Linked DNA regions of Sus scrofa: regions 2, 3 and 4 are each linked to region 1. The links are chromatin contacts, called in public Hi-C, promoter capture Hi-C and targeted proximity ligation maps. All regions are on one chromosome and are shown on one strand. The core of a region is the stretch at or near the end of the contact, and the rest is flanking DNA. Distances in the headings are between cores, read along the strand shown. Region 1 has its middle 35 kb from the start of BMP10. Region 2 overlaps ARHGAP25 (rho GTPase-activating protein 25). Region 3 holds the start of ARHGAP25 (rho GTPase-activating protein 25). Region 4 has its middle 13 kb from the start of GKN3.

Evidence for each region. Promoter capture Hi-C pulls out the DNA fragments that hold promoters and counts their contacts. Hi-C and Micro-C count contacts between places; a contact is called where the count stands out from the background.
Region 2: a contact with region 1 is called in a targeted proximity ligation map of alveolar macrophages. A contact is called at or near these places in 1 of 5 promoter capture datasets (liver), 22 of 47 Hi-C or Micro-C datasets (alveolar macrophages, blood, embryonic fibroblasts and 9 more) and 2 of 2 datasets of targeted methods (alveolar macrophages and skeletal muscle).
Region 3: a contact with region 1 is called in a promoter capture Hi-C map of liver, with 2.2 times the contacts expected there. A contact is called at or near these places in 2 of 5 promoter capture datasets (both in liver) and 1 of 2 datasets of targeted methods (alveolar macrophages).
Region 4: a Hi-C map of retroperitoneal adipose tissue shows a contact between it and region 1, with 1.9 times the contacts expected there. A contact is called at or near these places in 1 of 5 promoter capture datasets (liver), 21 of 47 Hi-C or Micro-C datasets (alveolar macrophages, blood, brain and 9 more) and 2 of 2 datasets of targeted methods (alveolar macrophages and skeletal muscle).

Annotation. Positions count from the first base shown.
Region 1 is chr3:73,553,484-73,556,183 of Sscrofa11.1, forward strand. No RefSeq gene overlaps it. Among named protein-coding and RNA genes, the nearest start is that of BMP10, 35 kb to the left of the region's middle.
Region 2 is chr3:73,629,039-73,631,738 of Sscrofa11.1, forward strand. The region is part of intron 1 of ARHGAP25 (rho GTPase-activating protein 25); the gene reads right to left. Among named protein-coding and RNA genes, the nearest start is that of ARHGAP25, 20 kb to the right of the region's middle.
Region 3 is chr3:73,648,664-73,651,363 of Sscrofa11.1, forward strand. ARHGAP25 (rho GTPase-activating protein 25) reads right to left here and starts at 1,334. Exons shown (of 10, transcript XM_021087416.1): 1 at 870-1,334. The coding sequence starts at 930.
Region 4 is chr3:73,479,836-73,482,535 of Sscrofa11.1, forward strand. No RefSeq gene overlaps it. Among named protein-coding and RNA genes, the nearest start is that of GKN3, 13 kb to the left of the region's middle.

The DNA.
Region 1 (2,700 bases), core at 13-2,512:
AGGGGAGCTGTCCCAAATGCCTTGGATTTATTCATGACTCAGCTACTGTTACATTGAAATTGTTTGGTTTCTTCAGGCTCAGTTTTCCCCATCCGAAAAATGGGTTTATAACAGAAATCCATTTTCTAACTTGTAGGCACTTCTTATCCTAAAAGAGTGTACACGTGATAATCCAGCAAGTAGGGAGGTCAGAGAGTGTAACTGTGTTGAGTAGAGATGGGAGAGGAGAGTGGATAGATTTAATATTAACATTAGTCACGAGTTGAGCCAAACTTAGCAGTTTAGCAATGCTGTCTGAATATTAGAATTAACTGGAAAGGTTCTTGTTTTCTTTTTCTTTTTCTGATGCACCTGCAGCATACGTAAGTTCCTGAGGAAAGGATAGAATCCAAACTGCAGCTGTGACCTATGCCACAGCTGTGGCAATGCCAAATCCTTAACCCACTGTGCCACAGCAGGAACTCCCAGGACGTTTTTTTTTTTTAAGAAAAAATGTCTTAGGCAATACCCCCAAGATTCTGATTCAGTTGATATGGGGTAGGATCTGAGTATCAGATCCTTAAGGAGATTCTATTGCGCAGCCAAGACTGAGAACCACAGTCTTAGGACAGCATTGGTTATGCAGAGGAGGTGGAAAAGGTTAGGTGGGTCTTGGTTGTGATCAAGAATTCAGTCCAGTTCTATATTCTAGAAGCTTACTCGCTTACGTTTAATGAGTTTCACAGGGTGGTCATGGCCTGAGGGGGAGAACTCTCAGGTAGAACCCAAGAGTCGAAAGAATCACTGAACAATGCTCAGAGGAACCCTCAAAAACCATCTAACTTTAATCCTCTTCCTCATCGCTGCGTGAACCCCGGCAACTCTGAATCTTGGTTTCACCATCCACTAAATGCACAGGTTAAATAGACAAGTTCAAGGGTATCTTCCAGTGTTGTGGTTCTATGGTCCTAAGATAGTTTTAAGGCATCCCAGGAAAGAGATGTTGGCATTGCATGTCCATGTTGGTATTCTCTGCTCGTTCCCTGTTTGACGTCACACAGCAGCTCTCTGTTGCTGACAAGATGCCAGCCTTGAGCAACAGCTGCATCTCCATCCTCGCGGCTTCAGCTTCACGCAGCCTTCTCTTACAGGATGAAAGCTTCCATGTAGTTCCTGTAAAGGCAGCCAGTTTGAATTGCAGGAGTAGTTGCTGTGATGAGAGAGCTCTGCTCCTGGCAAGCATACCGCCTGACCGCTGATGCAGAGGAAGTGGTGGAATGTGGAAGTTTACACAACGTCAGTGCACACACATCCTCTCATCTCAAGCCGGGAGCCCAGCCACCAGCTGCTGTGCCCTGGTGCCCCTTGTCCTCCCCTTCTCGATGGTCTCTGCGTGGGACTTAAAGAACTGGTCAGAGCAACAACAACAAAAGCATTTGCTGCTTGCGTCTCTGCAGGCTCTGTCCTCGTCATGTCACGCTCCATCTCACCAGGGCACAGATGGACCAAAACCCATTGGAAGAGAATTGCTCTGGCTGAACATTTGTGTCCCCCCCACCACCGCAAATTCCTATGTGGAATTCCTAACCCCCCGAAATGATGGTATTAGGAGATATGGCCTTTGGGAGGGAAGTCATAAGGGTGGAGCCCTCACAAATGGCATTCATGTCTCATGAAAGAGGCCCCACAGAGCTCTCTACCCCCTTCTGCCATGGGCGGATACAAGGAGAAATCTGTGACCCGGAAGAGGATCCTCGCCTGACCCTGATCTCAGACTCCAGCCTCCAAAACTGTGAAAAATAAATACCACGCCTGGTCTGTGGTATTTTCTTAGAGCAGCCCAAGCGGATGAAGACAGGAAGCATTGTGGCTAAGCCCCTAGTACAAAACATCCTACTCAGCACAGAAATGGGTGGAAAAACCATCAGCTCTGCCTCACACTTAGGAGAAAAAGCCCTGATGTGTGCCATGCTTGAGGCTGTAAGGAAATGAAGAATGCTAGTGGGAAGTGGCAAGGGGTTTTAAAGTGCATTCTGCGGGCGTTCCCGCTGTGGCGCAAGGGGATTAGTGGCGTCTCTGCAAGACCAGGACACGTGTTCGATCCTCAGCCCGGCGCAGTGGGTTAAAGGATCTGGCATTGCCACAGCTGTGGCATAAGTCACAAAGGCTGAGATCTGATCCCTGGCTCAGGAACTCCAAATGCCATGGGGCGGTCAAGAAATAAATAAATAAATAGGTCACGTGTATATGGCAGACCTTTCGACGTGCTCAGTACCTGTGCAGGTAGAAGAGGGGGACAATGAAGGGGGTCAGTGGCTGGAAAAAGGCAGATTCAGTAGATCCTGCCTATGGGAGGGCTTTGAAAGTTAACAGTGGAAGCTCCAGGGTTCAACACGGCATCAATGACATTGGTCAATCAGGTTCTGCCTCCCAGAAACTGCCTCCCAGATCCAGGTAAGGCCTGGAGTTATGCTGCCATGCATTGCATAGGTGGCCTTTTATGGGGGGAGGGGGACGGAGGTCACCATCATTAGACCCCCCATCTTCTTCCCCGGCCCTTCCTTGGACTCATGAGGGCCTAGGGTCCTGCAAAAACTCAGTCACGGGTCCTCTTCATAGAAAGGGTGACAAAGGAGCAGGTAGTGGCAGCTTGGGCCGGACAGTTCCCTCCTGCTTGTGAAGATGAATTGACACCCCAGCTTCCGAAACTGGAAGGTCACT
Region 2 (2,700 bases), core at 108-2,607, 76 kb after region 1:
AGACTAGGGGTCTAACCGGAGCTGCAGCCACTGGCCTACGCCAGAGCCACAGCAATGAGGGATCCCAGCCGCATCTGCGACCTACACCACAGCTCATGGCAACGCCGGATCCTTAACCCACTGAGCAAGGCCAGGGATTGAACCCGCAACCTCATAGTTCTTAGTTGGATTCGTTAACCACTGAGCCACAGTGGGAATTCCAAAAAAAATCAGTGATTCTTAACTGGGGAGAATTTTACACCCCAGGGAATAGCTAGCAATGTCTAGAGATATTTTGGTTGTCACAACTAGGAGGGCTGCTACAGACATGAGGTGGAAGGGGTCCAAGGCTGCTGCTAAAGAGCCCACAGTGCACGAATCAGCAGATCCCACAGCAAAGAGCACATAGCTGCCCAATGACACTAGTGGTGAGGCTGAGAAACCCGGATGTAAATATAGATCCATACATACATGTCTGTACCTAATGCATGTATGTGCATGTGTGTATAGCTTTTTAAAGATAACCTATTATTTCAAAAAAACTAAGGTAATGTTGGGGAAAAAATCATGACTCAGGATGATTAGAAATCCAGGTAGCTTGTGCAAGTTTTGAGTTCTTTGCGTTCAAAGGCCTTCCACTTAGCGCCCTATGATTTGCAGTGTTCAGTTGGCTGAAATGCCCCCCAATGCCCCCAAATGTCCATTTGCTGTGAACTTTGGGCTGAGAGAAAAACTAGATGCAACTTGAGTCCACCCTGCCAGAGGGCAGGTTTGCAAAGGCCGGGCCTATGACCACCTACAGAGATGGGCGAGAAGCCAAGAGGAGGAACTGGGAACACGGCCTCCAAGGAGGTTATTAAATGTATCTGTAAAGTGATGAGGAGGCCATCTACCTTCTAGAAACCTACCATCAAATAAATGACTGTGGGCCTTGGGTCCCTCAGAAGCAGAAATGACAGGTCTTTTCCTTGAAACAGAATTCATCATCTTTCTTTTTTTCCCTTTTGCCCTCGCAGAAGAGTTTGTGGTTTTTATGCTACTAGAGAACAATCCGAACCCTAACCTATGCTCCCCAGTTTGCACAGATGATTCCATGAGCTTTAATAAGTTTTGCTTACTTACGTCAATCTCAAGTTTTATCCCTTTAGAGCTGTCAGGATAGGTGAGGTAATTTTGCCACCTGAATTTATATGAGATGACAGAAAGTACAGTAAATCCCTGTCCCAACACCATAAGTGGGGGTCCAAATCAGTCCACTACAGCACAGGTCTTGTTATATGGAAGCTAATGAAATGGCACAGCAGCTTTGAACCTGCTCAGGCCCCAGAAAGCTTCAGAGGTCTGGCTGGGACAGCAGACCCATCCCAGGCACGGCTGGCTGTGCTGCCCTCTGGTGGCCACAGTCAGCTACAGCTTACACATCGATCACCAGGATGTGGTCCAGGATGCCAGGACCTGCCTGTCAGCAACAAAAAGCAACTCTAGGAATTTCCCAGTTAGTGGCACCATTGTATTGTCCCAGGCCAGGAACAATGAGCCAGTAAAAGGCAGTGTACTAGGGGACCATGTGGTGGTTCCCTACCACTCAGCCTTCTCTCCCTCCACCTCTCTCCACACATCACATCCAGAAAATACTTTTGGGCAGGACAGAGGATGTAGCCATGCAGCTACTATATTGTGTCTAATTATCACAGGGTTCCTTACTGAGGGGTTTTTCAGTGCTTGGAAAAATAAAACAGTGGTGTTAGCCTTTGTCAGATCAGTGGCCCCGTTGAGAATCTGCACATACTCATATAATCTTTCCTACAATTTTGGGAAAGTCATGGGCTTACTGAAGCCAGTCCAGGACGCAGAGGGAAGGACAATGAATACTAGCCTGACAAACATGTTTTTTGGGTAATACATGTACAATGAGCAACTGTGAAGCCATTTGGAACAGAAAGAAAATACAGGGATAGGCAAGAGAGAAGGAAGAGGACACCTATGCCAACTGGAGGAAAACAAGCCCCTCACTGTCCCTTAGAATGTGCCACATGCCCATATGGCTTGTTAGTCATGGTTAGTCATCCTGTGTATCTCTACCTTCTCTTTTCACCTTTTTAAATTTTTTAAAAAAATTTTTATTAGAGTGTAGTTAATTTACAGCTTTGTGTCAATCTCTGTTGTACAGCAAAGTGACCCAGTCATATATATATATACACACATTCTTTTTCTCATACTATTTGCCATCCTGTTCTATCCCAAGATACTGAATATAGTTCCCTGTGCTGGACAGTAGGACCTCATTGCTTATCCATCCTAAATGTAATAGTTTGCATCTACCAACCCTAGACTTCCCGTTCATCCCACTCCCTCCCCCTTGGCAACCACAAGCTGTTCTCTATGTCTGGGAGTCTGTTTCTATTCGTAGAGAGGTTCACTTGTGCCATATTTCAGATTCTACATACAAGTGATGTCATATGGTAATTGTCTTTCTCTTTCTGACTTACTTCACTTAGTATGAGCATCTCTAGTTGCATCCATCTTACTGCAAATGGCATTATTTTATTCTTTTTTAGGGCTGAGTAGTATTCTATTGTATATATGTACCACATCTTCTTTATCCATCCACCTGTCCATGGGCATTTAGGTGGTTTCCATGTCTTGGTTCTTGCAAATAGTGCTGCAATGAACATAGGGATGCATGTAGTTTTTGAATGAAAGTTTTGTAACATCGGGTGT
Region 3 (2,700 bases), core at 84-2,583, 95 kb after region 1:
ACCTTACCTCTGATCTATATCGAATACCAAGGACGTTATCTCACTACACAAGCGTAAGTAGAACATACAGGGAATCATCTCCAGCCCAACTGCTCCACTCTAAACTACCGTGATTGATACTAGAAGAAACCCATCCAAAGAACTTCAAGATAACAATTACAGAACAGATTAAAATCAATGTATCACCATCAGCACCAATGACAGGAGAGGCTGATAAAAGGCCAGTATATTTCAGGAAGCATGCCAGACTCCCTTAAGGTAATTACTCTTAAAATCTCTTTTATTTCAACTCCTTTTAAGAATTCCCTTCCATTCTGTCCCTTTAATTAAATATCTTTATTCTGCCTTCAAGCGTCTCTAAGTTCCTGTCTTGCCCGCCGTGTTTACTTTTTGCTACAAATAACACCACTCCAAGTCCCCAGAGTCCGCGAAGACGGTCTAGTGACCCAGTGAGCTCACTGAACAGAACTCCTTGTGTTCCCTTAGAGATCAAGCACTTCCAAGGACGCCTTTCAAAACCCACTCAAAATATGGATGAACGTCCAAACAGGAGGGAAATGATCCTTTCATGATAAACAAAGAAAAACTCACAGTGTTTTGTGTGATCTGTAGCCTTCATCCATCCCAAATAGCACAGATCCGGCACACGGAGGAGCTCCATTCCTGCCACCTCCCAACAAATGAAAAGCCGTCCCCAGCATCTGGGAACTTTGAGCCAACCTGTCTGTGTGAATGCAAATCTCACCCCAAACCCAGCTTTGCCCGAGAGATCCATTTTTAAGCAGACTATGCTTCCTGCAGACCGACATGCAAATGGTGGGAACTCAAGTATAAGAACCACAGATGCAGCCAAAAGGCATTGACCTTACCTATTTTCCCAGCCTCCCCTCGCAGGCTGAAGTCCCAGTTTCTCGGCAGCTTCAGGGACATGTTGCTTCTGGGTCAGGTGAGGAGCTGCCCAAGCCGGGAGTTTGCAACGATTCGCGCCCTGCTGGTCTTTTTGATCTTCTTGCTGGTGTGTGTGTGTTTTCCCCTTTGTGATGGCTTCGCAGGCACTCCTGGGTTTGAAGTTGATTCACCAACGTGTCGTCTCCTTTCTCTCAGATGAAAGGTCCATCCATCTGTCACCGGGGATGGCACCCCAGCCCTCCCCTGGTCCCTCGGGGACTCGTGCCTTGTGAAGTGTGCACTCTGCTTGTCTTGCTTTCAGTATTACCAGAAAGATCCCAGTTGACACTTCGCTCTGCGTCATGGGAAAGCAAAGCTCCTGTTCGAAAGAATCTCAGGCCTCACTGAGGCGAGGTCGTGATAAACAACGGCTGCCTCTTGGCTTTTTTTTTTTTTTTTTTTAACTGTCTGCTTCCTTGCATTTGAGGAAGTGGGTGGCTGTTCAGGGTAGATGATGCATTATAAATTCTTTCTTGAGAAAATGATTTTTGGAAATGCTTCTGTAAGTGGAGGGAGTGCTGTTAGGACACAAGCCTATAGCTCTGAGTAAAAGATAAAGAGAAGAAAATTCCAGGACCCTGGCCACCGACGTGTAAGCCTCCCTTCTCTCTTGACAGACTGGGCTTTCAAAAACTCTCAGTAAGACAAACAGCATCCACCAAAATTACCTTCCTTTATTTATTTTTAGTTTTATTTTTTTAAAGTTAACTACTTTTAATTCTTCTTGCTCTAAGGCCTACATAGTAAGTTCTCCACCTGCTCAGGACAAAAGGTTCCAAGTGATCTCAGCCTGATGTCGGGAGGGTCTGGAAGCATTTAGCTAATGAGTCCGCTTTAGCTACATAGACCCACTCACATGTTAAGATGGTTCTTTAACCTTATGTACAGGGTGTGGGTTTGGGAATCTGATTGACATGGGTTCCAAACTCAGTTTTTCTTCTTCCTAGCTCAGCAGCTGTTAACAAGCAACTGCAACTCTCTGGGCCTCAGTATCCTTGGCAGTAAAATGGGTTGATAGTAGCCATGAGTGCACAGAACTGTGAAAGCATTTAGTACAGAGCTTGACACACAGTTGTTGCACCACAAACATTAATGCAAACCTTATTCCCTTCAGTTCAGTTCTGTGACAGGCTTTCCTATGTCCAACTGGATCAGACTAACTTAAGTGATTAAGTATTTGGGCCCAGAGCCAGACTGAGGGGTGTTCAAATCCCATCTCTACTACTTTCTTGCTGTGTGACTTTGGACACGTTTCTTGACTACTCTGTGCTTTAATATCCTGATCTATAAATGAGGCAGATCACAGGGCCTACTTCAGAGGCTGTTATGAGGCTTACTAAAGATAGTAGGTGATAAGTTTCCTAAGGCTATAAGGTGGTAGGCTAATGAGACAGGAGATAAGAGTGTTCACAAGAGCCACTGCATGGCCAATGCACAAGCTCCACATCCCTTCATTCTTCAGCTCTCCTGGATGACTCTGCCATGCTTCCGCCTTTGCCTTGCACATGCTCACTCTGTTGGTGACCCGGCTTCCTGTTTCATTGAGAAAGCTGATGCTGCTGGAGAAGAAGGTCGGCAAGCTCCTGCCACCACACCTGCCCACCCGCCTGCGTTTGAGCGCGCACAGAGTCTTCTCTCAGTCATGATGGATGAGCTGTGTCACCCCTCCTCCATCTTTACCGTGTCATCCATTTCTTCCTTCTCTGGGATCATTCCCACCAATATTCAAACTTATTCTTTTTTCTTCTAGGG
Region 4 (2,700 bases), core at 121-2,620, 74 kb before region 1:
ATAAGCAAAAATACACTCTGTTATACCTCCCACATTCAAACAAAATAAAATGACAGAAACTGTAAAAAAAAAAAAAAAAAAGAGAGAGAGAGAAAGAAATGACTCTCTTGCAATCACCTCCCACTCCTAGAGAAAAGTCCTAGTCCTTTTCTCTCCTCCCTTTTAGAACAAAATGCCTTGAAAAAGAGGTCCATGCTGCTTCTGCCTACTTCCATGAGCCCCTCTCATCAGGCTTAGCCCCAAAGGCATTACCTAATGACCTTGACAAACCGAAGACAAAGGTCTGAGTCCTCCTCTTACTCAACAAACCAGCAGATCTGACCTGGTTGAGCCCCCTATTTCCCCTCCATGGGCCTGGCTTTGTTCCATGATTTCCAACCATCCTTCTCGCTTTCAGTTCCCCAACATTTTGAGGACAGTCCTAGACTTAGTCCTTGGACCTTTCCTCTTTTCTGTGTATATTTAGCTCACTTAGTCATTCCAACCACAGTGGTATGGTTTTAAAGAGTCTCTACTCTAATAACTTCCCAGTGTGTGTCCAGCCCAACTCTCTCTCTCTCTCCCTCCCTCTCTCTCTCTCTCGACCTCCAGACTCTAATTCTGCTTGATTAATATCTGATCATCTAGAGGTCAACATGTTCCTAACTGCACTTCAGTTGTTCTGTCCCCACAAACCTTCTGCCTACGGCCTTTCCCGTCTCAGCAAATGGAACCACCATACTTCTACTCGCTAAGGTCAATGTCATTGGAACCATCCTGACTCTTCCTTTCTTCTCACCATACTCAGTTTAGCAGAAAACCTTTCTAGCTCTACCTTCAATATATACACAGGATTAAAGAGCTTCTCATCAACACTGAAACTACTACCCTTGTTTAACCCACCCCAGAATCTTTGAAATTCTCCTAACAAGTGTTTGTCGGAGCATCCCTCTTCACTTCTAAGGCAGATCATGTTTTTCCCTTGTCAAAACTCAGCTGTAGCTTTCTATCTTGTTCAGTGTAAAAGCCACATGAGTTTCAGGAACCTCCTGGGCCCCACAGGGTCCAACCTCTGTTTCCTCTCTGCAGCTTCTCTCTTACCTCTCAACTCCAGCCACTTGGGTTTCTTACTATCTTTGCTCAGGGACTTTGAATGTTCTGTTGCATTTGTCTGGAACTTTTACCACAAGAAGTCTACTTTTGTTTCCTCATTTTTTTCCCCCTCTCTCTTTCTCTCTCTCTTTTTCTTTTTAGGGTTGCCCCTGTGGATTATGGAAGTTCCTGGGCCAGGGGCTGAATCAGAGTAGCAGCTGGGGCCTGTGCCACAGCCACAGCAATACCTGATCTGAGCTGCATCTGTGACCTATGCTGCAGTTTGAAGCAACTCCAAATCCTTAACCCACTGAGCAAGGCCAGAGATCAAACCTGCATCTTCGTGGAAACAATGCTGAGTCCTTAACCTGCTGAGCGCACAACAGGAACTCCTGCTTCCTCATCTTTTGAGGTCAAGATGTAACCTCCATCGGACCTTCCCTGGACACTCTGCCTAAGACTGCAGACTCCACCCCTGACATTCTCTGTCCCCCTTGTTTTCTCTTTCTCTGTTACACAGATCACACTATATAGTCTGCCTATAAAAATCATGCCATTTCTTCTACTAGGATGTAAGCTCTTTGAAGCTAGGGACTCCTGTCTGCTTTGTTTACTGCTTTATCCCCTGCCCATAACACAATGCATAACATCTATGTCCTCAAGAATTGATGTGAATGAAGCAGTAACTCATTACCATAAGGGCCCTCAACCAAAAAAGAGTGTCTCTGGAGAGAAGAGCAATGAGGACCCAGTGCAGATGCAAGGGGAGTGGTGGGGGAGGGGTCAGTCTTTGCTGAAAAGGGACTTTGGGGCTATGACCTTCCCGAAGCATGGGTGTGGCCAGTTGTAGGAGAGCGGGGTTGGGTGGGGAGGCAGCCTGACCCACTGGTCTGCTGGGGACAAAGAGGTTTCTTCAGTGTTAAAAGGAAAGTGCCAGGCAAACCAGGATGCGGGGTCACTCTAGAAGAGGGAAGAGAGAGTGTCCCCAGCAGAAGCTGGGACAAGCGCCAACGCTCTGTAGGAAAGGTGGCAGTGGCCAGATGGGGTGAGCCGTGGAGCCTGGGCCTGGATGTTTTCTATTGTCTGAGTGATGGGAAGCTACCAGAATGCCTCTCTTTTTTTTTTTTTAAGTTTGTGGGGGTTTTGCCATTTAAAAAAATTACAGTTGATTTACAATGTTGTGCTGATTTCTGCTGTATAGCAAAGTGACCAAATCATGTATATATGTACATATGTCTATATATATATATATATATATATTCTTTTTCTCATATTATCTTCCATCATGGTCTATTTCCAAGAGACTGGATATACTTCCCTGTGCTATATATTCACTAGGAATATTTTCTAATTCTCTGTGAAGAATGAACTGGAGGCCAGTAGGAGTGAATGTGAAGAAACGTTATTTCCCGGTAATAGGTGTTCTTGAAAGGGTGTGGGTTGTATGAGCTTCATTCCAGGTTCATTCCAGGCCCTTGGGCCTTTAGGAGAGGGGCTGAGGGGGGCCAGGCTTGGGTTCTTGCTACGCTGCCTCTTGGGGTTGAACAGAGAGCGCAGATGGGGACCTACCTAATTTCAGCTCATACAGGCACTTACTGTGAATTGCTAAGTGGGTGAGACCGGAGTGCT